2 separate regions of the Mus musculus genome follow, and region 1 is linked to region 2. Evidence: chromatin contacts called from public Hi-C data. All regions are on one chromosome and are shown on one strand. Each heading gives the region's core, a stretch centred on a gene start, on an enhancer-like site or on the middle of the called end of the contact. The rest is flanking DNA. Distances are from core to core; before and after follow the strand shown.

Evidence for each region. A called contact is a pair of places that touch in the nucleus more often than the background predicts.
Region 1: a Hi-C map of liver shows a contact between it and region 2, with 4 times the contacts expected there. The contact joins two enhancer-like sites. A contact is called at or near these places in 4 of 484 Hi-C or Micro-C datasets (all in liver), 2 of 115 datasets of contacts at active chromatin or transcription factors (hepatocytes and liver) and 1 of 9 other capture datasets (embryonic stem cells).

Annotation. Positions count from the first base shown.
Region 1 is chr5:89,030,216-89,034,160 of GRCm38.p6, forward strand. All of the region lies in intron 4 of Slc4a4 (solute carrier family 4 (anion exchanger), member 4), which reads left to right. Among named protein-coding and RNA genes, the nearest start is that of Slc4a4, 140 kb to the left of the region's middle. Within about 2 kb of position 2,691, at least 11 of the 459 cell types and tissues checked have an H3K27ac peak or open chromatin away from gene starts, as enhancers often do. A contact at or near this core is called in hepatocytes and liver, where this site is marked.
Region 2 is chr5:88,795,675-88,799,603 of GRCm38.p6, forward strand. It overlaps a transcript of Slc4a4 not described here. Among named protein-coding and RNA genes, the nearest start is that of Dck, 33 kb to the left of the region's middle. Within about 2 kb of position 1,632, at least 8 of the 459 cell types and tissues checked have an H3K27ac peak or open chromatin away from gene starts, as enhancers often do. A contact at or near this core is called in hepatocytes and liver, where this site is marked.

The DNA.
Region 1 (3,945 bases), core at 1,441-3,940, 240 kb after region 2:
GTGGAGAGACACTTGCTTTGAGAATAACTATCTTTTGAGATTTTAGTTAACATACAAATTAATAGTTTTTATTATGACATTTTCAACCTTATATATGAATAAATTTTGATACAAAATAAGTGCTTTGAACATAATAGCTACAATCTCTTTCTGCTGGGTGGGGCAGACTGGAAGTAACCTAGCTCATCAATGCTAAAGCTCAGAGGAGGACCACACTTCAGATTTCAAACGTTTTCATGACTCTGCAGATGGCATCTGAACTCCTATCTCTGCACTTCCTTCCTTATTTAATTGGCATGGAATAATTGGAGGGCTATTAGCAGTCGTATAATTAATATATCCAGACCTGCTCTTCCTACGGATTTCTCCATCTCTTATGTAATTTCATTCTCTTGGATCCTCCAGCCAGAACACCCGAGTCTTCCTTGCTTTCTACTTTACTTACACCTCTTGTCTGAAATCTCTCTGCAATACTTTTGGGATTCCAGCATCTCACCACATTTCTTGTCCAATACTGCCTCAGGTCTGGTTGAGGATCTCACCATCTCTTACCTAGATGACTAGAAAAACCTCCAATGAATTGCTCCTTATATGTGCATTTATTTTGTTATAGACCCTTCACCCTGAGTTACTGGAATAGCCTTCTGTCTCTTTCTCTAGTCCATCCTGCTAGAGCTCCAGTGTATAGCTGTTCTAGTCTTTAAGGGACTCTGTACTTGCCACTCCCTTGTGCCACAGACACCCCCCAACTTACCTACATGACTTGCTCGTCTATCACCAGACTTTTGAGTTGAAACATCCGCCTTTACCTCTTATCCCAGATCCTCTATTCTATTTTGACCTTTGCACTTCTCACTATCTAGCATATTATCTACCTTGCTATCCTGCTTCCTAATAGAACTAAATCTCTGTGTGGGCAGGGTTTACACTTACCTTGTTCAGCAGCCCATTTCTTATGCTTAGAACTATGTGCTGCACAGCCATACTCAAGGAACAGGGGTGAGACAGTGAATGCGCAGAGAAACGAAACCTTGTTTCTCAGTGTGCTGTCCCTTATTTCTGTGGAAAGGTTTGACAGTGTCTATGCTTCTGGGGATATTTAGATCTCCAGTGATCTGTACTTGTGACATACACTGAATCTTCTGTGTAGTGACATTTGACTTCTATCTGTGATGTGGATTTTTCCAGTCATGATGAAATTACCAACCCCCTATTAAAAGGTCTCAAACCTCCCAGATGAATAAAATGAAGTTCATGACAGAGATTTATCTCATATGTGGTGGTATGGCATGAATTTCCCTTTTTCTCCACCTAGCAAACATATTTGAATTTATTTTCTCTCCTCTGAAAATCCCAGTGGATAGACATGTTTGGGCTGTGTGTAACAGGGTGCTGGGAACCCGGGTCTCACACATGCTAAACAAAAGCCTTACCACTGAGGGACATGCATTCCCTGAAGCACTGGTGCTGGTAGACAGTTTTATTCTAAAGAGAACAAACACTCTAGACTTGTCAAATTAGATGTGGTTTCTAGTGTGGGCCTAGACCCAATGCCATTCTTTTTTCCCCTTTAAGGTCTTGTACTTTTCAGTTGACTGATGCTTTTATTTAACTAAGAATATTCTACAACCAGCTTTGGCATTACTGTGGTTTGAGTCCCACTTTGAGAATTTTTGTTTGTTTCTACTCAAACAATGAAAATGCTTTCAGTAATAGAGGAGATGGTCCCTTTGGTTCTCAGATAGCAGGAATAACATATTATCAGCAAGAGAAGCCTTACTTAAGTGGGATTTAAAGTGGTGGTCAACTTTGTTCGCTTCTTCTGCATATTTTTTTTCTGTTTTTTTGTTCCTATAAGGTAAGGTAGAACTTTGAATTTTTCTGTGTTTGTTTTTTGTTTTTCCAAAATAGTGCACGAGCTGACGACTGTGCAGGGTAGACTTTTCATGTTGGATGAGGGTGTCTGACTGATGGAGAGACAGTGCTAGTCTTTTTAAAGGGTACTTTCAGAATCTGTCATTGTTAGCAAAAAACAACATTGAGGAAGACTGCAGTCATGAAATGGAATCAGTTACAATGGGTGAAGACGCCTATATTCTTCATTAAATATCCATTAAAGTAAACTGAGCTGGGTGGCCCGTGAGTGACTATAATCCCAGTACTTGAGAGATAGAGTCAGGAGTATCAGAAGTTCATGGCTACATAGTGAGTTTGATGCCAGGCTGGAATATGAGATTGTGTCCCAAAATGAAATAACACAAAATCAAACTGAAACCAAAGCAAAACAGGAACCTATTAGAATCAATTCTCAGGTGTCCAACACACAGAGATTAAGGAGTCGCCCTTAGTCTTGCTTTGATGATGGCCCAAAATCATAAGGAAGGGATGGAGTTTTCTTTCTTCTACTTCTTCAGGTGAGTTAGGATATTAGCTCTTTCAAAATGATCTCCTTACTCTCAGTTTCCCCTTCGTGGGTTTTTAGTGTCCGGAGCTGAACATCATCACTATTGCCTGGATATATGTAAAAGATCATCAACACTATGTAATCCAACCTGTGCTGCCAAACCTGCTGAAAACCAAGCCGTCACAAGTTCTCAGAAACATTAGCCAACAAAGGAAAAGGGCATCGGTGTGTCATGTCCAGGAACACGACGCAAACTAATGTTTATTTGTATTTCTGTTGGGCATGCTGACCCAGATCACCTCTGGGAAACCAGTTTTCAGGTCAGGGCCACAGAACAACGGCTTGCCCTTTACACTCTGAGTTTGCCGTCTCTGTAGTCTACAGATCTTTGGCTTTCTCTAGTGGATTACTCTGAAAAATTCCCTGTTGGACCAAATTTATCTTTTTTCCCTATAAGTAGATTATTTAGGGAATCTGATCACCCTTGTAATTAGACATCATTATATCTAGGTAATTATATGCAACACTTATCGCAGTTCATCTAGAAATTTATGAATTCTCCTTAAAATAGCATTTATCTATATAGGTACATACTAGCATTGACTTCTTTTATGTATCATGAACTATTTTTTTAATTAGCAAGAAATTAATTATTATTACATCAGTAGTTTTACACAGTTGGATTGTATTCTAGTACAAAGGTCATGAGGATTTTCCGCTATGGAGCTGGCAGGTTTTAAAGTTAGAGGTCTTGCCTTTACTTAATTATATTTAATCATATGATTGGAAAGTTGCAAAATTCAGTGATTCCCAGTGGGCCTTCTGTTTCTTCAACAAGTGAGCGAAGTGCTCTTTGGTTGGCAGCCACTCAAAGTGTATTAAACTGCAGAGTACTTTATCATTATTCTTCTAAGACCTTGGAATAAATAAAATTCACCCAATAAACCGCCCCTCCAAGGGTACAACTATTTTGTAATCACAAGCCTTTAAAAAGTCAGCTTTTTAAGATTAATTTTCTTGTAGCATGTCACGTACTGAAACAAGAGGAAAAAAAAATGCCAGAAATCCATTGCAACCGTGGAGCTATTCATAGTTATTGTGAAGGGTCGGTGCTGGCTTTCAGTTCATGCCACAGTGAAAGTGTCTGTTTTTTAAAAAAAAAAACATAATTACATGGGTCGAAAGCACCTTTGTAGAATGTCTGGCGCTTGGATAGTCTGAACTTTGTTCTTTCTGCCTTAGCCTTCTTTTTAATGGATGTTGATTTGAATTGAGGAGTGTTGGTGCTTTGTTTTTCAAGTTTGTCCTTGACGTGTGAGGCATGCAGACAGAGCATGTACTGACTCTGGGATGAAAACTATCTACAGGAAATTTAAACGGGCATATTGGTATAACCATCCTTGGAACAAGTAGAGTGGTAGACTCATTTGATAGGCATTATATCCGAGTCCCCATGTGCTGTTAGCTATGTTATACCTTCATCAGAGCATTCAATATTAATGGAAGTTGAAGTGCAATGGATGTTAAAGTTAGGCATGAGC
Region 2 (3,929 bases), core at 382-2,881:
CTGCGCTTCATTAGCAGACTCCAACTCCTCCCTCAGTTTTCAGCTGTAGTTTTCTCCACGAAACTCTGGCCTAAGGCTGAATGAAGTGTCTCTCTTCTGTGTTAACCACAGCACCAAATACGCTCCTTCTTGCCACACATTATAAAATTGTGCTGTGCTGGCCTATTTTCATTATTGTTGTTTCTGTTTTTTTTTTTTTTTTCTCCTATGTGTGTGTTCTCTACTGATGCAAACTCCATGAAGATGGGGCTTATAGGTTTTTGTTACCATTTTACCATAAGTCAATAACGGGTAATCAGTTTTTGTTAACTCCATAAATGAAAGGGGAATAATGAGAAAGTAGAAGACTCTGAAGGTAATTGTCATCTACTGAGTATCTGTGAAGTGAGTCGGCCTTCACAGATGTTAATATTTAATCCTGGTAACAGTCTAAATAGGGCCACTGAGGTTCAAAGGACTTCACTTGGTGAAGTGACACTGCTTTGATTTGTTTGAGCCAGAATCTCGGAATGGAAAGCCTTTTTCTTCCCACCTGGAAACACTGCCTCTCTCACAACTTTATCTACGTAAATGGTTACAGGGTGAAAAACATCTGTATTCTCTCTAATAAACTTCTAAGATAGGCATTGTCGCCTGATTTATAGCCAGTGAAAGGCATTGTTTTTTTTAAAATGAGATACCCTAGATACAAGTGCTTTGCTTTGCTCCAATCTCACAGCTGCCTCCCTCTAGAGGACTCGCGCCTCCCCACAGTGAGACGGAAAAAGGTTTAAAGATTTCTAAGAGTCTTTCATGACAGAAACGACTCCAGAGAGATACACCTCAGAAGGGCTGGGATAATTTCTACATTTTCTTTGTCATTTTTCCTTCAAGAAAGCTGTTAACAAACTTGGGAATAATTGCTATTAATACTATCAAGTTCTCCCCCCCCCCCTTTGGTGTCTGATTTATTGATGGTTTCGTATCGCTGCGAACTCATTCAGCAGACTGTCCACGCAGTCCACTGCAGGATGATCTTGGATTTGAGGCAGGTCCTTCTGCTCTGCCACTGGCCCTCTCGGAAGCAGCTTGTCTACCAGTAACCTGGCTTTCCCGCAGTCCTTGGACTGCAGCTTCTGGCAGGAGGATCTAAAGGGCTTTCCCCAGAGGTCGTTGACTTAGGCCACTGTTGGCCTGACTTTCCTTTGCTCTTTACCCTCCCTGCGGTCCACTTCTGTTGAGAGGAGAGCGATCCGGGTTGCGATGTGGATGAGGAATGTCTGTTTCTGACAGCAACAAGCACATTTGGTGTGCAAAGGAACATAAATGCATTTTCTGGGTGTTGTCAGCCTGCTTGGCAGCTGCTTTAACACATAGAGGTCACAAAAAGGAAAGAATATGTCTTCCTAACTTCAGACATGTGTTCCAAGCAGATTTCAGTTCCCTGAGACCACAATGAACCAAACTTTCATTGTAATTTCTTAACATAATGTTACACTTAAATGACTTAAAGGCCAATTGCAAATTTGAGAAGAAATTGCTCTAAATCAAATACAATGCTTCCTAATATACATTTCGGCCACTGGTTCTTTTGTTCGGTGTCTTAGTGCTCTCTGTAAATGTTTGATGAAGCCACAGTTCATTATTGACTTTTCTTTGATCTTCCCACTAGTTAAAAATATTTGTGTTTCTGCTTTCCTTGTGACTTTGCGTTTGTGTTGTCTGGCGCTGGAATTTTCTGAGCTTGTGGGGGAGAGAAGGAGAGGAATGTGGATAATGTAGGCCCAAGTAGGTTGCGGCTGGATAAAAAGAAATCCTAGGCTAGCTTTTTAACAGTGGAGTTATAATTTATATAACGATTGTGAATTTAAGCTGAGATTGGTGGTACGTGCATGCTCAAAATCCAGTACTTGGAGGCAGAGGAACAGGGATCCAGAGTTTGATGTCATCTTGGGCCACATAGTGAGACCCTGTCTCAAAAAAAAAAAAAACCACCCAAAACCCAAAATAAAACGAAACAAAAAACAAACCAAATGAAACCAAGCACTATGAATATAAAACAGATTTTACACACACACACACACACACACACACACAAACAATAACTCAGCAGAATAATTTTAGTACCATACAGGTACCCAAGGGCACCTTCCTGGGAACAGTGAGCTACCAGAAAAGCCACGATGCTGAGTTTTGTCACTGTAACTTGGTGGTGTTAGGATCACCACACTTTTTTTTTATTGAACATCTAAAAATTACATTTACACATATATTTTGGAGTTGGGTGGGACAGGTGAGTACCCCGGCATGTGAACCGAGGTCAGAGGACAACTTGGAGTTACTTCTTTCCTTCTACCTCATGGACCCTGAGAATCGAACCCTGGTCAGCTGCCTTTACCACTTGAGTCTTGTTTTGTTCCAAAAGTGACATAGATCTTTTTCTTTTCATTTTATTGGGCAAAGTAAGTTGTATGACCAATCGCCAATGCAAAGGGAACTATAATACTACTCTGAGCCCACATAGAGAAAGACTGGATCCCCCCCTGCCCCCCCCGGCCCCCGAGACAGGGTTTCTCTGTGTACCCCTGGCTGTCCTGGAACTCACTTTGTAGACCAGGCTGGCCTTGAACTCAGAAATCAGCCTGCCTCTGCCTCCTGAGTGCTGGGATTAAAGGTGTATGCCACCACTGCCTGGCCAAAGACTGTTTTTTAAGATTAACATGGAAGAGGGATACCGTCTTACAAGTTTGATTTCTAGCAATATGATGAGGAAGATATTTGGGCTTCCCAGTTGTACTAAAAAGCAACCAAAGTTCTGAGTAGAATGTAAAACAATTACCGAATACTTTCATAAACAGAGAAAAAAAATCCCACTCAAGTCAGAACGACTGAAAAAGGGACCATAGAGACCAGGCTACAGAGTGGCCTCTGAGCTTTGGTGTAGTATGGGGTAAGAGGCTGAGAGCCAAAGTTCTGAGAAATCTTTAATAAACAGATCTGTCTACGCTATGAACAGCTTTCTTTTGCTGCCTCGGTTGCTGAGTAAGTTTCAGGCAGTCTGTAAATAGGTAGCTCATGGGGAAAAGGGACTAAGAGAAGAAATGGGTGGGAATGGATATGAGCAAGATACCTTGTAGGCATGTATAGAATTCTCAAAGAGCGAATAGAAATTCCAAAGTAACTGGTTTATGTTGTTAAATTTTGGTAGAATGACATGACTGGCACCTAGATTTTAATGTTCTCATCCAACAATATAAGAAACACATTTCCTCAATTTCCATAGTTTGGGGCTCAGTAAAGGCATTTCAACAAACAGTGATTACTTTTAACGTATCAAAATGCTATTTTCTATACTATTGAATAGAAACTATATGCATATTTCATAAAACAGAAAATCCATAAATGGACATACTATAACATCAACTATCTCTTCTTAATTTCCTGGTCATTGTTGCCTACCCAAAAGATTCATGAGTATAAGCCTTCCCCCACAAACACAAAGCATAACCAATGACAGTATTCGCAGCTCACTGTTTCTCCATGTAACTGCACATTACTCTAAGAGATCATTTCAAACTATGTGGGTTTGTCTTACCCTTGAAAGGCTGTATGTATGTGATTGAATTTTATACATGTATCCCACTTGTTCTATTTTGGTATTTCAGATACTTCTGAATACATACACATGTGTGCACACAGACACACACACACACTGACTCAGAATACACACTCACACAGTCACTCACAAATATATACACTCACACGCATAAATACATACTCATGCACACTTTCTCACACACATTCACACACACTCATTCACACACACTCATTCACACATACTCATGTACACTCATTCTATCACATATATACACACACACTCACACATACATACACTTACACATACACTCACACATATACACAGACACACACACAGGCACACAGACACATAC